Regions from separate parts of the Mus musculus genome. Here all the other regions are linked to region 3. The links are chromatin contacts, called in public Hi-C and Micro-C maps. All regions are on one chromosome and are shown on one strand. Each heading gives the region's core, a stretch centred on a gene start, on an enhancer-like site or on the middle of the called end of the contact. The rest is flanking DNA. Distances are from core to core; before and after follow the strand shown.

Region 1 (4,966 bases), core at 533-3,032, 3.2 Mb before region 3:
GCAGCCCATTTTGTTGGATAAATGATTAAGCCTCAAAAAAGTCTCATTTCTTCACTACCAACACAATGCTATGAATAGCATTGTGAATATGAACAACAGCATGAGACCAATATACTTTCACAACTCCAAAAAATGTTTAAGGGAAGGCACTTGAGAAACTATAGAAAACAAGGCAGCAGCATGCGGAGCTCAAGGCCAGCCTGATCCACATTGCAAGAGTAATTCAAACTCTTACCCACAAGATAAAGTTGTGGATTTCAAGGGCTGTTTCCAAAAAGTGTGACGAAGTAACAATGTATGAACTTTCCATTTATGCAATTCCAAAGACATATAGACTTACCAAGAGAAGAAGACGGATGTTTCTAGGTGAATATGTCACAAAATCTCTTAACAAACAAATAAATATCCTTCAGCCTTTAAAGGAAAAGATAATATAAAATAAACAAGTGAGGCTTACCTCAAATGTTCAAGGCTGATTCAACACTTTATAACATTGATTCATTCATTCATCTTATCCATGCCTGAAAAAGGAAAAAGGGACATTTTAACACATGAAGAACCCCCAGTTTTATAAAAGCAACACTCAGTCCTGTTACAAACTATAAAATAAAACTATAAATAGAAGGGATTTTCTCAAACTCATAAAGTGTCATGTCCCATGATGACTAGAAACTATTCTTTCGCTATGAGAACAAACAAACTTGTATCAGTAAAAAGAGTAGGCACAAATATGTAATTCAGAATGGAAATCCTGGGGATAGATTGAGAGTGAGATCATCAGTCTATTCTGACAACAGTATAAAAGTATAATAATCACAGAGCAATTACTTTCAAGAAATGATGATGGAACGAGAAGCACCCTTATAAAACTGTGAGCCTTGATAATGATATGGCACACGCATTCAGAATGAGTCAACCGCAAATGAGTTTATTGGTGAGATCTCAGAGCAAACAAAGGGTTGATTCATCAAGCATGAACACTTACGAGTTAGGCTTCTCTAAAACAGTTCAAAATTGAGATTCTATAAGAGACAAGTTTCAACCTTGGAGCATACATATTTACAACAAAAGAACATCAGTATAGAGTGATTAAAAACCACAACCAAATAAACAGAAAACTCACTGAAGAAAGGAATTTGAAAAACTAATATAATTATCCAAGTTCCCATTCAGTGGGTGTCAGAAATCTTGTTTTAGATTGATATTCCCAACATTCTTTCTACTATCAGCAAATGACAATGTAGTACCCTCTTTGCCCTTAAAGAGCAAAATGAGAACTATGTAAAAATCTAGTTGGCTCTTAAAGTAAGATTACAGTTTTTTTCTCAAATGTATGTTACTATTTCATGTCTCCAATGTGTGCTTATTTGTCTCAGATGCCCATTCTAATTTTCTTGCTCACTATAGCAGATAAAGCTGGGTTGGAACATGTCTATTCATCTAGTGTTTTTATGGAATCGTTACTTTCTTCTATGAAACAAAACAGAAAAGTTTTTACAACATTTTAAATCACTGTAGTTTTAGGTACAAACTTAAGGCATCTCATTCTGTTTGTAATTGTTTGTATACTAAACCGAGCATCGTCTGCCTTCTGGTGGCCCGTAAGTTGAACAACAGTTTCTTTGAATTCTGCTAGAGGAATTTCAGCATATATGAGTCCCTCTGGTGGCAATGATTAGAACAGCAGCTGTAAGAACTTTTCAAAAAAAAAAAAAAAAAGTTCACTTCTCTTAATCAAGAATGAGAAGCCCAGGTTCCGGCTCCCGCGGCTCTAAGGCGCGCGCTGTCCCTGCCCGGAGGTCCCAGCTTCCGCGTCCCAGACTTGGCCTCCACCCAGCCTGGGCCTCCGCCCCGCTCCCTTCCCAGACGCGTCCCGCCGAGCCCGCGGTCAACCGAGCCGCCAGTGACGCCCGCACAGCCACGGGGACCCGGGCGGGGGGAGCCATGCCGTGCCGGAGGGAAGAGGAAGCCGGCGACGAGGCGGAGGGGGAGGAGGACGACAACAGCTTCCTCCTGCTGCAGCAGTCCGTGACTCTGGGGGGCTCTGCCGACGTGGACCGGCTCATCGCCCAGATCGGCGAGACGCTGCAGCTGGACGCCAGGCACGATGGCCCGGCCTCGCCATGTGCTGCCCCGGGCCCCCCGCCCGCGCCCCCGCGGGTCCTGGCCGCGCTGCCGGCGGACAAGGCCGGGGCCCCAGCGAGGCGGCTGCTACGGAGAGCAGCATCAGCGGAGGCCGGGGACCCTGCGCCCCCGGGGGCTGTGCGCTGCGTGCTGGGGGAGCGCGGGCGCCTGCGGGGCCGGGCGGCGCCCTACTGTGTGGCGGAGATCGCCCCGGGCGCCAGCGCGCTGCCCCAGCAGCTCGGCCTTGAGGTATCCCCGGGGATGGGCAAAGTAAGCATCCCGCAGCCACTGTCCGGCCGGTGCCGGCGGGGTTGGCTCCGGAACGCAGCCGCGTCCCGCCGCCAGCAACAGCGACGCGGATCTCAGTCGGAGACCCGCACGAGTGACGGCGACCCGCCCCGACTCCTGCAGCAGCTCCTTCTTTCGGGAAACCTCATCAAGGAGGCGGTGCGGAGACTTCATTCGCGAGGGCTACAGCTACAGGCAAAGCTTCCCGCTCACTCGTTCCTCGGGCCTTTGTCAGCCCCGGTGCATGAGCCGCCTTTGCCCGGGAGCCCCCGTGCAGCCTGCAGCGACCCTGGCGATTGTGATGGAGGGCACAGCTCAGAACTAGGGACGACCTTCTTGTCCCTGGCAGCTAATAACCCCGGTGGCCACAGCACCAACCTGTAGCAGGGGACCAAGGGATTCACCCAGGACTTCACCCAGCTGGGGCTCGTAGAGGAAAATAAGCTAAGGAAGACAGCCGAAATATCGCAAATATTTCCATGAGTTGAGAGACCCAAACTGTTTGAAACCCACGAGTTAGGTTTGTTTTAAAACATTATATAGGTAGAGCGCACCGCAGGCTGTCAGCAGGACTTCTTTTTTTTTTTTTTTTTTTTTTTTTTTTGGCATAATCCAACCTGGTCGCTACAATTCCGCGCAGACTCTCCGGGCCAAGCAGGCACCACGTGGCCACGGTTCATGCTCTCAGAATCGACTCAGCCAGCTATGGAACGAAGGACAATGATCCCCGTTACTTGCTGTACTTTCCAGGACTGGTTCCTGATCCACTTTGGGGGAGGAGGAAACAGGAATGGACATAATTTCGGGGAGCGCCCCGAAATGCCACACTTGAACATTTTATGACAGTTAAAAGACCATCTCATCTTTTGCGGTGCTGGTTTCAATGTAAAACATGAGGTACCACGAGAGGACCCTCTTGGGGCTGAATAGAAGTAACCGTTATTTGTCTGTCCCCTCTTTTTTCAAAGGGTTGCTGTTAGCAGAGTGTTGAAAGAAAGCTGTATCCCATGAGTGTAGGGCGGGAGGCAGCAGTGAGCAGTGCTGGGTGATGGAAGGGCATGGCGAAGCACCGAGTGAACCCTCCTGCCTTTGTAAAGTGTGTTTTTAAAGGACACCCATTCCTCTTTGGGTTCAAGGTCAGTTTCCTGGGTGTGTTCCGTGTAGTGGGACTTCAGCACAGACACTAACCGAATTGCCTTGCTGAGGGATGAGCACACTGTTTTGCAAATGCTGGAGTCCTTTAAGGGCTCTCCTGCCATCTCTGGGAGGGGGTGGGGTGGCTGGTATTGAGTGTCTGTGCTTCTGGCCCGAGGCCCCCTCCCCTTCCACTCCTTCCAGCTTCCAGACAAACTGCCTGGAGACAGTGACTGCATTCCACCTTTTCCCCCTTGTTTCTGCTGCTCTACTCAAGTGGGGTGACGCTGCTGATGCTAGGGGCCCGGATAGGGGGCTGGGGAGGCTTCTCATAATGGGCACTCCAGGGACACAGTCTCACACAACCGTGTATAATGAGCTCTAGGGGCCGGCTCTGCGGGGAACAGCTGCAGTTCTCTGGATAGACAGAGTTGATTTCCTCCTTCTGACCCTCCCCCAGCTGTGCCAGCTGGCCTTTGTAAGGGAAGGAAACCTAGTAAAAAATGTGACCTTCCAAAGGGGAAAGCTGCAGGCTTTTTGCTATTGTGACTGTGAAGTGCTTCGAAATACTGTTCACTCTGAGCAACCGTTTTCGTTTTAGTTTTATGGAGTTAATGGCTTGTTCAGCATCCAGATGTGGCTATTGACAATATCTACTCTTCGCACCAGAGTGACTGGAGTTGTGGCTGTCCTGATGATAGGATTTTAACTTAACTGAAATAACTGTTTTTGAATAAATGTATTGGTTTTTTTTCCAGAAAAAAAAAAGAATGAGAAGCCCAAAAGTATAAACCAGGACATTCTGTATATTTTTTACGAGTCTAGTGAATGTATACGAAAATAAATGAGACATGCGTTCTTAGTGTGACAATTATACTTAAGCCTAACATTTTTTTCCAGTTATGCTAGAGAAACTACTAGATCAGGCTGAGTGCATGGGCCTAGTGTATAGTTTAGATTTACTATTTTCAATGATTTTTAAAAGGTCTCAGTGGTTTATTTGATTATTTGACCAAATGTATGTCATAAGCTAATGTACTCTTGAGTTTGAAATGCCCAATATTCCTTGGTTTACTCCTCATGAAATGAATTAATGCACAGTCAAATAACTTGGGATGCATCTCAAGGGGAGACTCCAAGGCCTGACACTATTACTGATGCTATGGTGTGCTTACAGACAGGAGCCTAGCCTAGCTGTCCTCTGAGAGGCCCAACAAGCAGCTGAAAGAGTCAGATTCAGATACTCACACCCAACCAATGGACAGAAGCTCGAGACGCCTGTGTCTGAATTAGGGAAAGGGTGGAAGAAGTTGAGGAGGAGGGTGACCACATAGGAAGACTCAACTACCCCAGACTCCTGAGATCTTTCAGACACTGAGTCACCAACCAGACAGCATATACTAGCTGGTCCGAGGCCTCT
Region 2 (5,615 bases), core at 2,916-5,415, 3.2 Mb after region 3:
CCGCCCCAATTAATTTTATGTAATGATTGAATAAAAGTAACTTGAATGAGCTAGTCAGAGACAGTCTTTTTTCAGTAAGGCTGAACCCCTCAGCTCCTTCAGGAAATGAAAGCTTAGCATCTTAGTTAGCCTTTCTCTCTAATGTGGCACCTATGACCAACATCAACCATTGTGTGTCCCACACTTGCAAAACAAGCTCTGACTGAGCCATTTCCCCAGTTCACAATGCCTGTATATATAAGTGTGCATGTGTGTAAATATATATGTGTATATATGTATATATATATTTACACATATATGTGTATATGAATATATACACAAATATGTAAATATACATACACATATTTCTATAGTTACATATACATTTATGTAAATGTATATACATTATTTCGCTTTATATATTATAAATATTTTTATATTTTTTATATTTATATAGGATGCAAGCATATAATATGAATAATACATATTATATAACATGTCATATATGTACTTTATTATTATAAAATATATTAGTACAAATTTACAAGTATACAAATATATTTATAAATAAACATATGTTTAAATAAACATATATTTATATACTTATATATGTATGTGAAAACCAGACAGGTAACTGGCTTGCAACAGGCACTGCATTAAAAACTGCTGGTTGCAAGGAACTAAGCCTGGCATGTTAATATCTTTAAAAAGTAGTCAAGGATCAATGTTTATTATAGACATATTAGAAGTTTTCAGACTTTACTGGACAACAGTGGCACACAGTTGTAATCTCAGCACTCAGGAGACAGAGGCAAGCAGATCTCTGTGAGTTCAAGGTCAGTCTGATCTACAGAGTAAGTTTCTGGACAAACAGGGCTATACAAAGAAACCCCTGTCTCAAAAAAACAAAACAACAACAACAACAAAAAATTCATACTTCAAAAATAACTCCTTTCTAAAATTACTAAAAATTTCTTGGGTATTTCCAACAAAATAAGCTTACCAAAATAAATGTCCTAAATGTATATACATACATACATATGTATGTCTTTCCCACATACTATTTACTGACTACAAGTCAATGAAAAGCCTAAGTAAGAAATGAGGAACTTCTCAATCAAGGAAAGCAACCCCACTCTCCCCAACCCCCAACTCCACATAAAAGTAAAGCTTGCCAGCATAAGATGTATGTGCACTGTCCCAGACAGTGACACTGTGTCTAAGCCTTAGGGAACAACATGCATTCTCCATATTTAATAAGCAATGCTGGGAGAACTGCACAACCACTTTTCCATACTATTTAGACATCTGCATTACCAAACACATATTTCCTCTGATGTATAACTAAAACCTAGTCACTTGTTCTTAGGAGACAGTGGGAAGACTTGTAAAAATAAATATATAAATAAATTTAAAATATCTAAAAAGGGCAAAATACCAGTATCACACTGAATACAGAAAATTATAAAATTATATGTACTCTAAGACTACGCTAAGCTCCCAACTCTTAGAATAATCTCTTTATTGCAACAAGTGTCTCAAAATATGTTAACTCCAAAGAGCAAATCTTGAAGCGTCTGTCCTGGGGTGTGGAGTTGACTAAGCAGGTAAGTCATTGCCAACAAAACCTGACAACCTGACTTTAGGTCCCTGGAGGTCATATAAAAGCCAAACTCAGCGCAGTGTGTCTGTCATCTGTTTTCCTACAGGATGGCAGGAAGCAGAGGCAGGAACATTTCCCGTGGAAGCACGCGGCCAGCCAGGCTGGAGTATATACACAGAGATCCTGCTGCACACACTGCGGAAGTTCAGGACTCACACTGGGGTTGTCCTCCAACCTCTACACACATGGACGGCACATGCACACCTTCCAACAAGAACACACTGACTCACATCATATACACACAAAAATAAGTCTTTAATGTTTTTTAAAGTTTGTCTGACTCTCAGTATTTCAGATATAAAAAAAAAAATCACTTATTTTTCACCTCTCCAATCTGCTTACAAAAGACAAAAAGAAAGCAGACACTAACAGCTAAACTAAAAGAAGTATTTAAACAACAAAGGTTAAGAACTACCAAAGTACTTTCAATCCCTTAGCTCAGTCCTATTACAGCACACCATGAGCAGCAAACCTAGTATCTCCAACAGTCATCTCCAGCAGTCCTCAACACTTGGACTCAGATCTATCAGCACTCAACCCTAGTTTAAAGGGAAAAGGAAATCAAGAGAAGGCAATAACTTTCCATTTATAAAACTCCATAATCAATCGCTGCATACGCTGCCTTACAGTAGTGATTGCTGATAATAAGCTATCCGTAAGACTGTTACAAAAAGTCGATTGTTTGACAAATATTTAATGTGTTCAGCATCCTCGCCTCGAAAAGGAGGAAAGAATACACAGACAATAGAAACATCTCAGACACTTTTTTTAAGCTGGTGATATCCAGATCCAAAAGTACTCTTCCAAACTATTCATAAACAACAGTAGCTTATAGGGAACCATCTACAAAAATTTTATTGTGATCATTTAGTTAATAATTTCCTGATAACACTTGTAATTACTTTATTAAACATTACCATCACAAGCCAGCATTCTGTTTCTCTTGTTCCTGGTGTGAAAATCTGAGCATTTCTCTTAATTACAGATGACATATAAAACCAACAGCTCATCTAAACTGTCACCTCTCCGGGAGAACAAATACAAAATCGCAGAAAATGCTAACTACATATCACTTTCCTGCTTCCCTGCATAGTATCAGGACATACAAAATCAATAGCAAAAATATCAGGACATGCCTTTCATCCCAGGACTCAGGATGCAGAGGCCAGCCAGGCACAGTGAGTTAACAGGGAGACCCTTTCTAAAAATAAGAGGGGGGAAAAAAAGAAAAAGAAACAAACAACAGTCAAGTCTTGATTAAGAATGTTGGCAGGACCTGGGATGGAGTTCAGCTGGTAAAATACCTGCCTAACTATACCACATAATCCCAGCAAGGTGTTAAGGTGCTGCAATGCTAGCACTCAAGAGGTGGAGGCAAAAGGATCGGATGTCAGGTCATCCTCACCTACACTGAGGAGTTCAAGGCCAGCCTGGGAATATGAAACCCTGTCTTAAAAAAATAAACAAATAAAAATAAGCCTCCAGAATAAAAATACTGAAAAATTGCATAACTGGATCTCAAGTTTCTTGCACTTACAACTAACTTCAATTAAGCCACAACCACATAGCATCTCTTCAACAGTCATAATAAATGTCACATTGTAAATTATAAGAAATAATCTTCCTAAGACAAGATCTAATTGCCATTCACTCACACATTCTCCTCAAGCAAACATTTTTTATAGAGACAGGAACACACAAAGAAAAGAGAAAACCATGTTCACCCCACCTGGATATCTGTTTTCAACCATTTGGAGTCAAGGCGAGACTGGGCAGCCAAACAGAAAGACTCAGAAGGCATGTTTCCTCCGGGTGGTCAGACCTGCAAGTCAAACACAAACGCTGGAGCCCTCGAGCTTCTTTAAACTGCTATTTACACCATCCTGCTGTTTAACGCGGCCGAGACAGAACATAAAACAGGGAAGGAGAGCTGGGGGAGGGGACGAGAGGATGAGGGATGAGAGGGAAAGCTGGCCCCAGAACGGGAGAAGGGAGGGAAATACCACTTCCAATAGAGGTAGAGTCGCTGGGATTTCCCAATACGCCGGCCGGACCTACAGTGGTCACCGGCGACCACTGCACAATGTCATCCCACTCCTTTAAATCCAAAGGGACACACACAGACACACGTCAGGAAAAAAAACTCACTATCGCAACGACAAATGACACCAGTGTGCATCAGCCGCTATACCTACAGCAGTCCGGCGGAGTGTGGTAAATAAACAAAAGTCATGTCTGCAGATAAATCTACAACAATCGCCTAAATACTAAAAAGACAGCCGTGACTGCGCGGCCTCCGAGGCGCACAGGCCCTGGTTCCTCCGCGCCAACGCCCGCCTTCCGCCCGCCGCTCTCCGGGCCCCGCTCTCCCGGACCTGGCGCCGCCCGTCTTCGGCCCCTCCGCCCTCCTTCGGCCCAGCTCGGCCAGCCCTGGCGCCGCCTGCTCCGCCAGCCGGCTGAGGGAACACTCCCTGCAGGAGCCGGCCGGCGCTCGCGATCCAGTCTGCGGCCCGAAGCGCACGCTGACGCATGGCTGCGCCCGCCCAATAGCGCAAGGGTGAGAGACGGCTTCAGCCAATGGACGAGCAGCGTCGCACGCCCCTCCCCCAACTTCCGCTTCCTTCAGCACGACTCAGCTTCCTTCTTGAGACTCACCCGCTCAGCGAGAGCCAACCGCAGACGCCGGGAGGTGGGACTTGTGCGCACGCACGCTGGCTTGCCCAGTCCCAACCCTTCCCAGACTGTGTTTGCTTCCAGGGACCCGAAGTTGGTAAGGTATTTGCAGCGGGACGAGGTTCTCGAGGCTCCCTGTGCTTTAACGACAGCGTCCTTTTGGCCTTTGAGTCAGTGGACAGAAGAGGAAATTTAAGAAAAAGTAATTGATCCGGGCCTGGTAGTACTCGCCTTTAACCCTGGCACCAGGAAGGCAGAAGCAGGTGAATTCTGGGTTAAGAGACCCTGGGGGAATGGGGGTGCGGGAGTAAGAAAAGAGCAATTAAAATCACACAAAATATGTTCTCTGATCATCATGGAATAATCAAATAACTACAAATAAAACATAACATAATCTTCAAGCATGTGGAAATTAAACTTTTCCATGAGAAGGCAAAGAAAGGACTTAGAACATTTGAAATAGGAACTGGGTGCGATTTGTTGTTTTAAATACGATGGTTCATTTTTTTCCCACGTGTTAGAAGGCAGCAATGAGGGATATGCCACAGTGGTATGGTGGCCCAGTTGCAACGTTAAAATACCTGTCTTTTGTCATCCTTGGTATGTATCTTCAAACTCACTCCCAAGGGTCAAGGGATTTGCCATAGCTCAGACATCACATCTCTGTTTCAAGCAGCAGGAAGCAGTATAAAAGATCCACAGTCTATCACACCTCCCAAAGACTGTGTGACTCTAATTTACTTCTGCTTCAACTCAAAAGTATCTGAACAAGGTTTCAAATTCAACCACATCCAAAATACAGTTAGGGTGGACAGGGCTTTGAACCTGAGGCATGACAGCATAATTACCAGTAGAAGGTAACACCCGAGGAGGCATCTCTGGCCCTTAGGCTCCCTTCTCATGCAAGACACCCTTCGTCCCTCCACATACTGAAGCATGTTTACCTACGTACATTTTTAGAACTGTGTCTGCTAGCTCTAAAAAAACGATGTTTGTAGTCCATTTTGTGTTGCTGTAACAACATGACTGAATAATAAATACAGGCATTTGTACCTCACACTTCTGGAGGCTAAGTCTAAGAGCATAGCACTGGTATCTGGTGACGGCATTTCTGATGTTGCATAGCATGGTATAGAGGCAAGAGAACCCATGTGTGGCAAGAATACACCAAGCAAACACATCATTTTGATCCATGAGGCATAGTCTACTTGACTTGATCACATCTTAAAGGGTCCACCTCCTAATACTGCGACAAAAACTGTAATATTTCAACAGGAGATCTGAAGGGACATTCAAACCA
Region 3 (4,994 bases), core at 2,269-4,768:
CAAACAAAAACAAACAAACAAAAACCCTAATAAACAGAGACAGAGATACAGAGACATAGTGATACTGGCCTGCAATCACAGCTCCTATGGAAGGCGGCAGGACTCCCATTTCAAGGTCTGAGCTGGAGTGTGTACAGAGGACTAGGAAGTGGTAGAGCAGTTCCTAGAACTTGAGAGGCCCTAGGTTCAGTCCTTAGTCCTCCTAACACTACTCAAATTTACAATGAAAATTAGTTCTGATCTTAAGATTTCTCAGTGTCCTTGACTGTGAGATACATTTTTTGGAGTTGGGGGGAAGGGGGGTGTTGACCAGTCTTTGGTATTTTATAAATAGGCCAAACAGACTTAAGGATTCTGGAAACATAGTCTGAGGCCAGCCTGGTCAATACAGCTAGCTCCAGGACAGCCATGGCTACACAAAGAAACCCTGCCTCCCAAAAATATTAATTAATTAATTAATTAAAGAAAAAAGTTTTCAATTACACATTCTATGACATCTCTGATTGATAACTTTTTTGAGACAAGGTCTCGCCTCTTAGTCTAGGCTTGCCACAATCCTTCCTTAGCCTCTCAATTGTTGGTTTACAGATGTGAGACATCATGCCTAACATAACATTGTCTTTATTTTTATCAGTAAGAAAAAGTAACTGTCAAAACCAAAACTCTATTATCCTAAGCCTTTCTGAAGAGAACATCAAAAGACTTAGAGGACTATTTTTATATTTTTATATTGTTTTTCCGTATTTGAAAGTACTTAAAAGACCACCTCTTAAAACTCATCTCCAGTTGCAAAAATCAGAACACTGATGTTTTTAATAGCTGCATATAAATATAATATAAATCCATTAACAGTAATATTATCAATAATAACAAACAAACCTAATTAGAATAAATGATAATATACCAGTAACCATTCATTTAAGGTGTTGGTTTTTTTAAAGGACATTTGAAAAGATCATCTTAAGCTCTTGAACAGAAAAAAAAATAGCTATGGCCAATTAAAAAGAAAATGTTCATAAAAATTGAGAGAAACAATTATTACTGCAATTATTTGAGGGAAGACACAAATGTTTAAGAAATACAACTGAATAAAATTTACATGTCAGAGACATTATAGATACCTAATGAATGCAATGTTAAAAAAAAAAAAAAAAAAACGAATCAAATAGAATGAGTTTTGTCTCAGGTAGAAATCACATTTTTCTAATTTAAAACCATAAAAAGGGTAAATAGCCGGTCCTGGTGGTATACATTTTTAATCGCAGAACCCTGGAGACAAAGCCAAGAGGAGAGTTAGACGTCATCCAGCGATATACCATAAGACCCTTTCTCAAAAAAAAAAAAAAAAAAGGGTGATGGTGGCTATTTCAGGGATAAAAAAGCCACCTACAAAACCTGCATACAAAAGGAATTTTCTAAACTCAAAGTTAAGCTCCTCAGTTATATGAAGAGCAACATCCAAAGAAGTATGTGTATACCACTTCACAACACACCATGCAAGGTAAATATTGACACAAATTATTTCACAACCTACATTCTGATTTTGAAAACAAAACTACAAGTCATCTCATCTTTATTATGTGCTGTATCTTTCTTAAACGATAGACTGCGAATTGTTGAAGTTCTCATTTTTATTACAGATTCTGATACATGGCTTTTTTGTAAAGCTAAGTATTTATGGATTTACAGTCATCCTTACTTAGGCTTATCAGCAATACAGATGCAGTATCCACTTCCTTAAAAGTGCAGTAAGCAGTCTATTTAAGAGGAGAATTTAATACTAAAGCAATTTCTGTCATACATAACAAGACAAAATTTTCCTTTTATCTCTCCTCAATTCTAAATTTACATAATTTACCAAAAAGATATCTTAAGAGTATTAACTAATCTGAGGTGTGTCAAAAACATTCGTCGTGTCTCTTGTCCAATAGGGCTTTGATATTTAGCTTTTTAACAGCTGTATTTCTTAAAGTTCAGGCCATCTTTATTTCAAACGCACTTCCCTATCCAAAACATTTTAACATAATCTGCTGCTTCTCCCAAAACCATGGGTTATACGAATATCCTTCACGAAGTAAGATAATGGTGGATAACACATCCCATATACTATTTAGTTAACATTTCCAACAGTACACTAGCTATTTAACGCAATCCCAAAGAGATTTTATACTGTTCTATTTTAGCATGCTCAAAAGACATAAAAAAAATTGACGTAAAATTGTCTTTAGAGGATTCTTCTAAAGCTGATAAAGTCTTATTAAAATTATACTTTCTATTTTTAAGGCTAACGCAATTATAGCACATTCAACTCTGATTCTTCCAACAAAAAGCCTCCGCATCAAAATGGGGAAAACGTCCTTTTCATTTTCTCAACTGAAAAGGGGGAGGGGAGAAGAGGAGGAGGCCAACTGCTTACAGGTTTGCATTGAAAATTAACACAGCAGTTTCTGAGGAATCAGTAACTCACGTTCAACTACTGAATCCTACCAGAAGCAGCACACGAATAAAACCAGAGCGCAATCCTTGGGCTTGAGGTGCCGCTTCATCCGTCTTCCTTCCAATCCACCCCCAATACCCCAACCCACTAAGCACACATCTAAATATGTCTTCCCCACCAGAGCGCCCCTTTGGAGGAAAAGGCCTGCCTTTCGCAGCCTGAAGCCACGGCTGGCTCTCCGATCTCTGCTTAGATGAGGCCCCCGATCTCGACGCCCTGCACGTCCGCCCCACCCCGGGCCCACTCGGGTACCCGTGGGTGACAAAACCCTCCCTCCTGCGTCCAGCCAGCACTGACAGTTAAGGCTGCAGCAGCCGCAGCCACCAGGGCCTAGTCCTGGCACCGGCCCCTCCAGACCACGCGCCCCAAGCACTCGCTCACGGAGGCGGGTGAGGGCCCGGCGCCTACCCTGTCAGCGCGGGCCGGAGGGTGACGAGGGGACCGGCGGTACAGACCAGAGGGAGCGCGCCGGGCAGGCCGCAGCCGCAGCAGCACTGACCTGTCCTCGCCCCCGCGCGTGGGCTGCGGCCCTCGCAGCTGCGGCCGCCTCACTGGTCCTTGTCGCCCTCGTCCACCGCCGCCGCCCGCCACCGCCTCGTTCCCTTTCGCTGGCGCCACCGCCGGGTCTCATGCGGGACCCGCGCTTCTCCTCAGGAAACCGAGGCCGAGAGGCCAGGCGCCTGGGCAACCTTGAAGTCGGCGCTGAAGCGCTGCTGTCGCGATCTGTCCACAGTGGGGGGCGAGGGCGGCGAGCAACTCCGAAGAGAAGCAGAAGGAGGCGCCACCGTCAGCGACAGGTCGACGGAAGAGAAGCGTAACGAGGCGGTGAACAGCTGCGTGGCCCGGTGCGCGAGCGAGAGAGCGAGCGCAGGAGGGGCGACGAGGTGCTGGCAAAGACGAAAGGCCCTGTCGTCTCCTGGAGTCACCCAAAGAGGAGCGCCACCATCTTGGGAGAAATACGGATCTCGCGAACGCAGCACTGGACGAGAGGACTAGGTGGGCGGACCGAGTATCCCGACAGGCAGCGCGCGCCAACCCTGCCGGGCGAGGGCTCGGAGTCCGGAGGCGGGATGCGAGGCGGGGTTGCGCGTGCGTGGGATGGCGACGGGCTCTGCCCCGCCCCGATCGCAGCTCTGTGGGGCCCTCCTCTAGCTCGCCTTCGCCTGCGGCGCAGGGGCCTTTGGGAAGGGGAGATGGCCTTGGGCTGGGTGGAAGCTGGCCAGCATCGTCGCCATCTTGAGACTGGGCTGAGAGAGGCTTGGTGTTTTTAGCCTCTGCTCCTTTTACTCAATCTATAGACCAGTGTGCTTCGGTGTACTCGCGAGAGCGGACAGGTCTACCCAGCCTAGCAAAGCCCAGGAGTCAGAGGGACGAATAGGCCAAGAGGGTGTAGCCTACTGGCGGCACGAGGAGGCATAGAAGCGTTTTGTTGCTAGAGCTGACCCTTACGACTTTTCATCCGAACTGTCCGAGTAAAGGATTCAGGCGTTGAGATTGGGCAACCTTTCAGCAAACAAGGCCATCAGCCTCTGCCAGAACATGATATGTCACTGGCTTACCAGACTAGTAGGTAAAAGCCCAGCCCCTCCTGTGTTGTCTTCCAGTAGATGTCAACTGAGAAGAAACCGCCTTGCTTGATCACACGTGGATAGAGACTAATTTTGATTTACAGAACACCCGAACCCTGTTAGAGCCATGTGACTTGTTGGTACCGGAGTGAGGGTTTAACTTAGGTTTGTTGTTAATGATTTTGACACTAAATTATTATAAAGACTAGCTGACATGTTATTTCCTGGCTTGCAACTTAGTAAGCCTTAATCATCTAGTGCTCAAAATGTAACAATCACATGTATTAATGTGCTTTTCTGTTTATTACAGCTCCTATAATGTGTGTGTATGTGTGTGTATATATATATACACATCATATATATATGAAAGATCTCCCCACTATAAAAAATATTTTTATTATTGGTTTTTCAAGACAGATTTCTCTGTGAAGCCCTGGCTGTCCTGGAACCCACTCTGTAGACCAGGCTGGCTTTGAATTCAGAGATTCGCTTTCTGAATGCTGGGATTAAAGGCTTGCAATTTTTTAAAATTAAAAAATAATAGGCGTGTGTGTGTGTAAACTATTACAGGATAAATAATAAGTGCAACTGTTATATCAGATTTTAAGATACTTTAAATTTTTTCTATTCTTTTTTTTTCTCCATCCATTAAAGATCCTCATTTGGAATACCATTGTATTATATGAAAGGGGCCAGTAATAAATGTAACCCTTTAAAGAGTTATCTTTGCAAACTATTTAAATACAAAACCAAAACTGAAAATCATTAGACTGCTAAGAAAAGTAAAGTACATAAACTGTTGCAGCATGTGAAGACGCTTTCAGCTATTCACTCCTAAATAAAAGTCTGAAAATGAAAGGTCATGGTCTAGTCATGTGAATTATCAAAATGTAGCCAGCAGCCCAGACTTCTAAAAAGCTTAAAAGTTT
Region 4 (4,816 bases), core at 162-2,661, 3.2 Mb before region 3:
CTTACTTAGGTCTTTTATAAATTAGTGGCACTAAAAACATCTCATTGTTTTGAGGTTTCTTATTACTTAATGTCAGTTCTTTTGAAGTATGTGATGCTGGAGATCTGAGCCTTTTATTATTTTCCTTCATAAGTTACACAAGAAAAATTTTGCCTATTCTATTGTTCTTATTTCATGTTTACTTTGACTTCATCCCCCCTTATCTATATTGTTTGATTATGTTCCTCTTATCTTGTTTTATCGTTGTTGGATTTATTTAGTTGAGACTTATATTTTGAGTTGGATGATTATATCATATGCTTTCAGAGTTTTTTAACCTTAGGTTGTGAGACTCCTTCCAATAAAATTATTTTTCTGAGCATAATTTCATTTTTTTAAATAGTAAATAAAATATTTGAAGCATTGCTAATTCAAGTTAGTGGGTGAGGAAAGGAAGAAAGCATGATTATTACTAAAAATAAAAACCCACGTAAAACTATACTATAAAATTTAGTATGCCACTGTAGTAAGTACATGTAGCAGTGTAGAACTACATATAAAATTATTAGCCCAATAGTATATATCTGCAAAATGAAAAGAAAAAGAAAAAGAACTGGCTCAGTGCAGAAATGGAAATGAGACACTTTGGGGTGCAAAGAGGAGCTGGTATTATGAAAAGCTCTGTAGAGCAGAATGGGATGAAAAGGAAGGCAGGGAACAAAGGGTCTCCGAATCCAACCAACAGAGAAAAGTTAAAGCCTGGGTCATTCTCAGACCTTGCCTTATTAAGTCTTCATCAGGGTTGGGCAAAGTCCAGGCTTCTACATTGTTGGGGGTCCGGGAGAATGTAACAAAGGCAGGAAAGTGAAAGGCTCTGAGTAGCCTCGGGGCAGGGGATTCCCTCCTAATTAAAGTGCACGCAAATTAACCCTTCAAGGGAAAAAAAGACCCAAAGAATCCTGTCAGATCTACAAGCATTGAAGGAGAAACGCTTTGGCAGGGACACTGTCCGATCTTAAAAATTAGTAGCCTATAAACAAACGACAGAAGAAACTGAAAAATAATTTTTAATGTGAGTGAAATGTTTTATGTTCAAGCAGCAGACGGTAAAGGCAATGTGTGTAGCGTTTTCTTAACACACACACACAAATAAACTGCAATGTATACAACTGAAACCTGGAGAGTTTAAAACATCAACCTTGAGGGGAAACACTGTGGAAACGGGGATTGGGGGGTTCAGAGTCGCACTTAGAAAGCCGGCAGAAGCCCATCCCAGTGTCTCAAGCAGAAACAGGCACGCGAAAAACATGGCGGAAGCAACTTCCGGTGAAGCCCTAGGAATGGTGTTACAACCGGAAGTGTCCGCCTGCCTGTAAACAGGTAGGAACTAAAGTTTCCAGGGAACGGGGAGCAGGTGGGAAGACAAAAATCGATGCACTTCGCTCCGAGAAGAAGCTGGTCGAGCCATCTCCAGCTCCGCAATTCAAGCACAAAAAAGATATAATATTCGGGTTTTTGGACAGTGTTAGAGGCACGCTGTAAGATGGAAGAGTCTACAGCTCCCATTGAGGCCCACGCGGCCGCCGGCGCCGAGGCAGGTGCTGAAGGGGGGGAGGGTGTGTCTGTTCCCCCCCCTCCTCAGTTTGAGGCTGCTGGAGCTTCTGCGGGAGTCAGCTCGGCCCCTCTGCAGCAGGCATCGGGTCTGGCACCGCTCCTGGTGACTCCAGGCCCAGCGATCCGGCGCGCGGCGAGTTTGAGGCCAGCGCCAGCCGAAGGGGGCGGGGCCCGGTCTGGTCCGGAGCGCAACAGTGGCAGCTGGACGAAGCAAATCCTCTGCAGGTATTATCTGCATGGGCAGTGCAAGGAGGGCGATAACTGTCGCTACTCTCACGACCTTTCTGGGCGGCGGAGATCTAGGGGGGGGCAAGATGCTCAGCCTCGGGCCTCTGCAGACAGAGGACCCAAGATGGCCACTCGCTGGGAGCCCCCGACTCAGGAAGTGGCGGAAGCCCCCCCTGCTGCATCCTCAAGCTCCTTGCCTCTGATTGGCTCGGCTGCTGAAAGGGGCTTCACTGAAGCTGAGATTGACAATGCAGGCATTCGCTCAGCTGCTGAAAGGGGCTTCTCTGAAGCCGAGATTGACAATGCAAGCCTTGCAGCAGGTGCTGCAGCGGGAGCGGGTGCAGAAGGCTGGGAGGGGGCAATTGAATTTGTTCCTGGACAGCCTTACCGAGGTCGCATGGTCCCCCCGCATGGTCCCGAGGCTCCTCTGCAGAGCCCGGCAATTGAGAGAGAGCATATGGCTATGGGCATGGGGATGCCGATGCCAGTGCCAATGCCAATGCCAGTGCCAATGCCAGTGCCAATGCCGCTGCCGCTTTGCCGCTATGCTGCCCGGGGACAATGCCTCCGTGGGGACAGGTGTGCATACCCCCATGGAGAAATATGCGACATGTGCGGGCAGCAGGCCTTGCACCCTTGGGATGCAGCTCAGCAGGAAGCTCATAGAAGGGCCTGCGTTGAAGCACACGAGAGAGATATGGAACTCTCTTTTGCTGTGCAGCGCAGCATGGACAAAGTGTGTGGCATCTGCATGGAGGTGGTCTATGAGAAAGCTGACCCCAGCGACCGCCGCTTTGGCATTCTTTTCAGCTGCAACCACACCTACTGTCTTAGGTGTATCCGCAGGTGGAGAAGTGCCACACAGTTTGAGAACAGGATCAGTAAGTCCTGCCCACAGTGCAGGGTCTCCTCTGGCTTTGTCATTCCTAGTGAGTTTTGGGTGGAGGAGGAAGAGGAGAAGGAGAAACTTGTTCAGCAGTATAAGGAGGGGATGAGCCAGAAAGCGTGCAGGTATTTTGCTGGAGGCCTAGGTCACTGCCCATTTGGAGAATTCTGTTTTTACAAGCATGAATACCCCGAGGGCTGGAGAGATCAGCCTCCAAGACCAGATGGTGGTGGATCATCAAGCGCATACTGGCATCAAGTTTTGGAGCCTGTGCAGTTGCGAGAGGGAAACGTGCTGTTTAAAAGCCGTAAAAAAGAGCATTCTGTGCTTCGCCTGGCCAATCAGTTGCTTAAGAAGTTGCTTTGCCTGAGAGGCAGTTCTTCCTTCTCTGATGACCGTTGGCTCTTGCTTCAGTACCAGCTGGAAGAATATTTCAGTTTGAATCTGTAGTATCACGCTGTGGCATGTGGTCTGGTCTGCTAAAGCTCTGTTGTCTGCTGTTGCTTATTCCCCTTTATTGACTGAAAAACCCTATCGCTTTCAAAGGCTACTGAGGCAATCTTTATGCAGTATTGCTGTTTTCTTCTCTATTTCCTATTTCTTCTTGCTAGGATTGTGATGTTTCTCTGTGTTACAAAATAACAAGAAATCTTATAAGTATTGTTTGGTGGAATTAATATTTCTGTCAACTGATGACTTGTGATGTCTTTTTTCCAACAGGATTCAATCACTTCTAGTCTAGTGTTTACAGTTTCTCATTGTGAAGTCCCTTAAGAGTAAATGTGACAAGGTGACAAAAGTCTTTAACTGAATTATGAGCTTTTTGCTATATAGCCTTAAAAAAAATGGACCCTTACAGGACCTTGCAGCTGCTGTCTGTGTTTGTTTACATGTTTGTTTCTTCCCTTCTCTTTCAAGTGCACTTGTTAACTTGTGGTTACTTTGTGGTTCTGTTTTACTTGACCAAAATGAGGTGCATATGTTTACATGTTTTTATCCTGTTTGGCTTGATGTGAAATTATTTATATTTGGAAATATATATTTAAGAATGATATATATGCGTATATGTATACAAAGATGTATTTGAAAAAAACTGGAAATAAATATACACCATAATATATATGTTTGAAGTATTGAAATAAATGCAGAACTGAAAGCCCAGTGTTAAAGTCCAAGTGTGTGGGCTGTATGTGAATTGTGTGGATAATCTGCCCCTGCACTGATGTCAGTGATTAGCATCTAATAAAAATGACTGCTAAGTGTGGATCTGACTCTTTTTTTAATGGATTTACAAAACATGACTTCGAAAATTCCTACAATACCATTAACAGCTTCCTGGTGTTATAATAATGAAACAGTGCCTCACATGAAGTTACCATCTCATTTTTCTTGACAGAGACAATTCCTGAACTTAAACATAGAGTTGTTTGTTTTTAATATCTTAAAAATCTGGTTATTGTATAATTTATAAGCAAAGAACTTTTGAAAAAAGGTTTTCAAAATAAAAATTGTACAATAATGAAAGAAAATCGTAATAAGTAAATATGAGAATGGAAATAAAGTGAGGCATAGGAATTTTAAAATGTTAAACAGAATCATTTTGGAAACTTCTAGTACGAATAAGCCCTAATTTGATGTAAAAGCCATTTACTTATCAAGGGATACTTAAAGTGAAAATACATTCTACCTAAAATGCACAATTAAAATACAAAATCAGGAGTTTGAGGGGAGTAACTGTACAGTGACTGTACTGTAAGTATGATAGTTCAATTTTCTACTAAACATTCCTGGAGAAGAGAAGTGTAAAATCATTAAATTTTACTTGATCTGGAATATATAACTTCATTTTGTCTACCCATTTACTTTGACACAAGCAAGTGAATATAGAAATGGCACAGTTCACGTGTGTAGTAGAGAGTATTACCACATCGTTTAGTAAGTGAATAGAAAAACTTTTGTTTCACTGAACAGTGCAGATTTAAACCTCAGAATTGTATAGAACACAATGTGTTTTCCTTGACTGAAATTGCCAAAAAATGTGTCTTAGTTCTCTGGTGTACACCATGTGCCAATTATGAAACAAAGCCAACATAATTGCACAATTTATAT

What was found. A called contact is a pair of places that touch in the nucleus more often than the background predicts.
Region 1: a Micro-C map of embryonic stem cells shows a contact between it and region 3, with 5 times the contacts expected there. The contact joins the promoter of Peg12 here to the promoter of Ube3a in region 3. A contact is called at or near these places in 1 of 39 promoter capture datasets (cranial neural crest) and 1 of 484 Hi-C or Micro-C datasets (embryonic stem cells).
Region 2: a contact with region 3 is called in a Hi-C map of B cells, with 7 read pairs. The contact joins the promoter of Herc2 here to the promoter of Ube3a in region 3. A contact is called at or near these places in 2 of 39 promoter capture datasets (cranial neural crest and pre-B cells) and 3 of 484 Hi-C or Micro-C datasets (B cells, CD4 T cells and uterus).
Region 4: a Hi-C map of the G1E-ER4 cell line shows a contact between it and region 3, with 4 times the contacts expected there. The contact joins the promoter of Mkrn3 here to the promoter of Ube3a in region 3. A contact is called at or near these places in 2 of 484 Hi-C or Micro-C datasets (the G1E-ER4 cell line and rod photoreceptor).

What each region holds. Positions count from the first base shown.
Region 1 is chr7:62,461,326-62,466,291 of GRCm38.p6, reverse strand. Peg12 (paternally expressed 12) reads left to right here and starts at 1,782. Exons shown (of 1, transcript NM_013788.2): 1 at 1,782-4,421. The coding sequence starts at 1,945. The coding sequence ends at 2,796.
Region 2 is chr7:56,048,705-56,054,319 of GRCm38.p6, reverse strand. It overlaps Herc2 (HECT and RLD domain containing E3 ubiquitin protein ligase 2), which reads right to left and starts at 4,165. Exons shown (of 93, transcript NM_010418.2): 1 at 4,018-4,165; 2 at 3,372-3,464. The coding sequence starts at 3,443. Gm34121 (predicted gene, 34121) reads left to right here and starts at 4,270. Exons shown (of 3, transcript NR_166588.1): 1 at 4,270-4,578.
Region 3 is chr7:59,227,274-59,232,267 of GRCm38.p6, reverse strand. It overlaps Ube3a (ubiquitin protein ligase E3A), which reads right to left and starts at 3,518. Exons shown (of 11, transcript NM_001033962.2): 1 at 2,997-3,518.
Region 4 is chr7:62,416,748-62,421,563 of GRCm38.p6, reverse strand. Mkrn3 (makorin, ring finger protein, 3) reads left to right here and starts at 1,411. Exons shown (of 1, transcript NM_011746.3): 1 at 1,411-3,971. The coding sequence starts at 1,523. The coding sequence ends at 3,157. The region is part of intron 1 of Gm32061 (predicted gene, 32061); the gene reads left to right.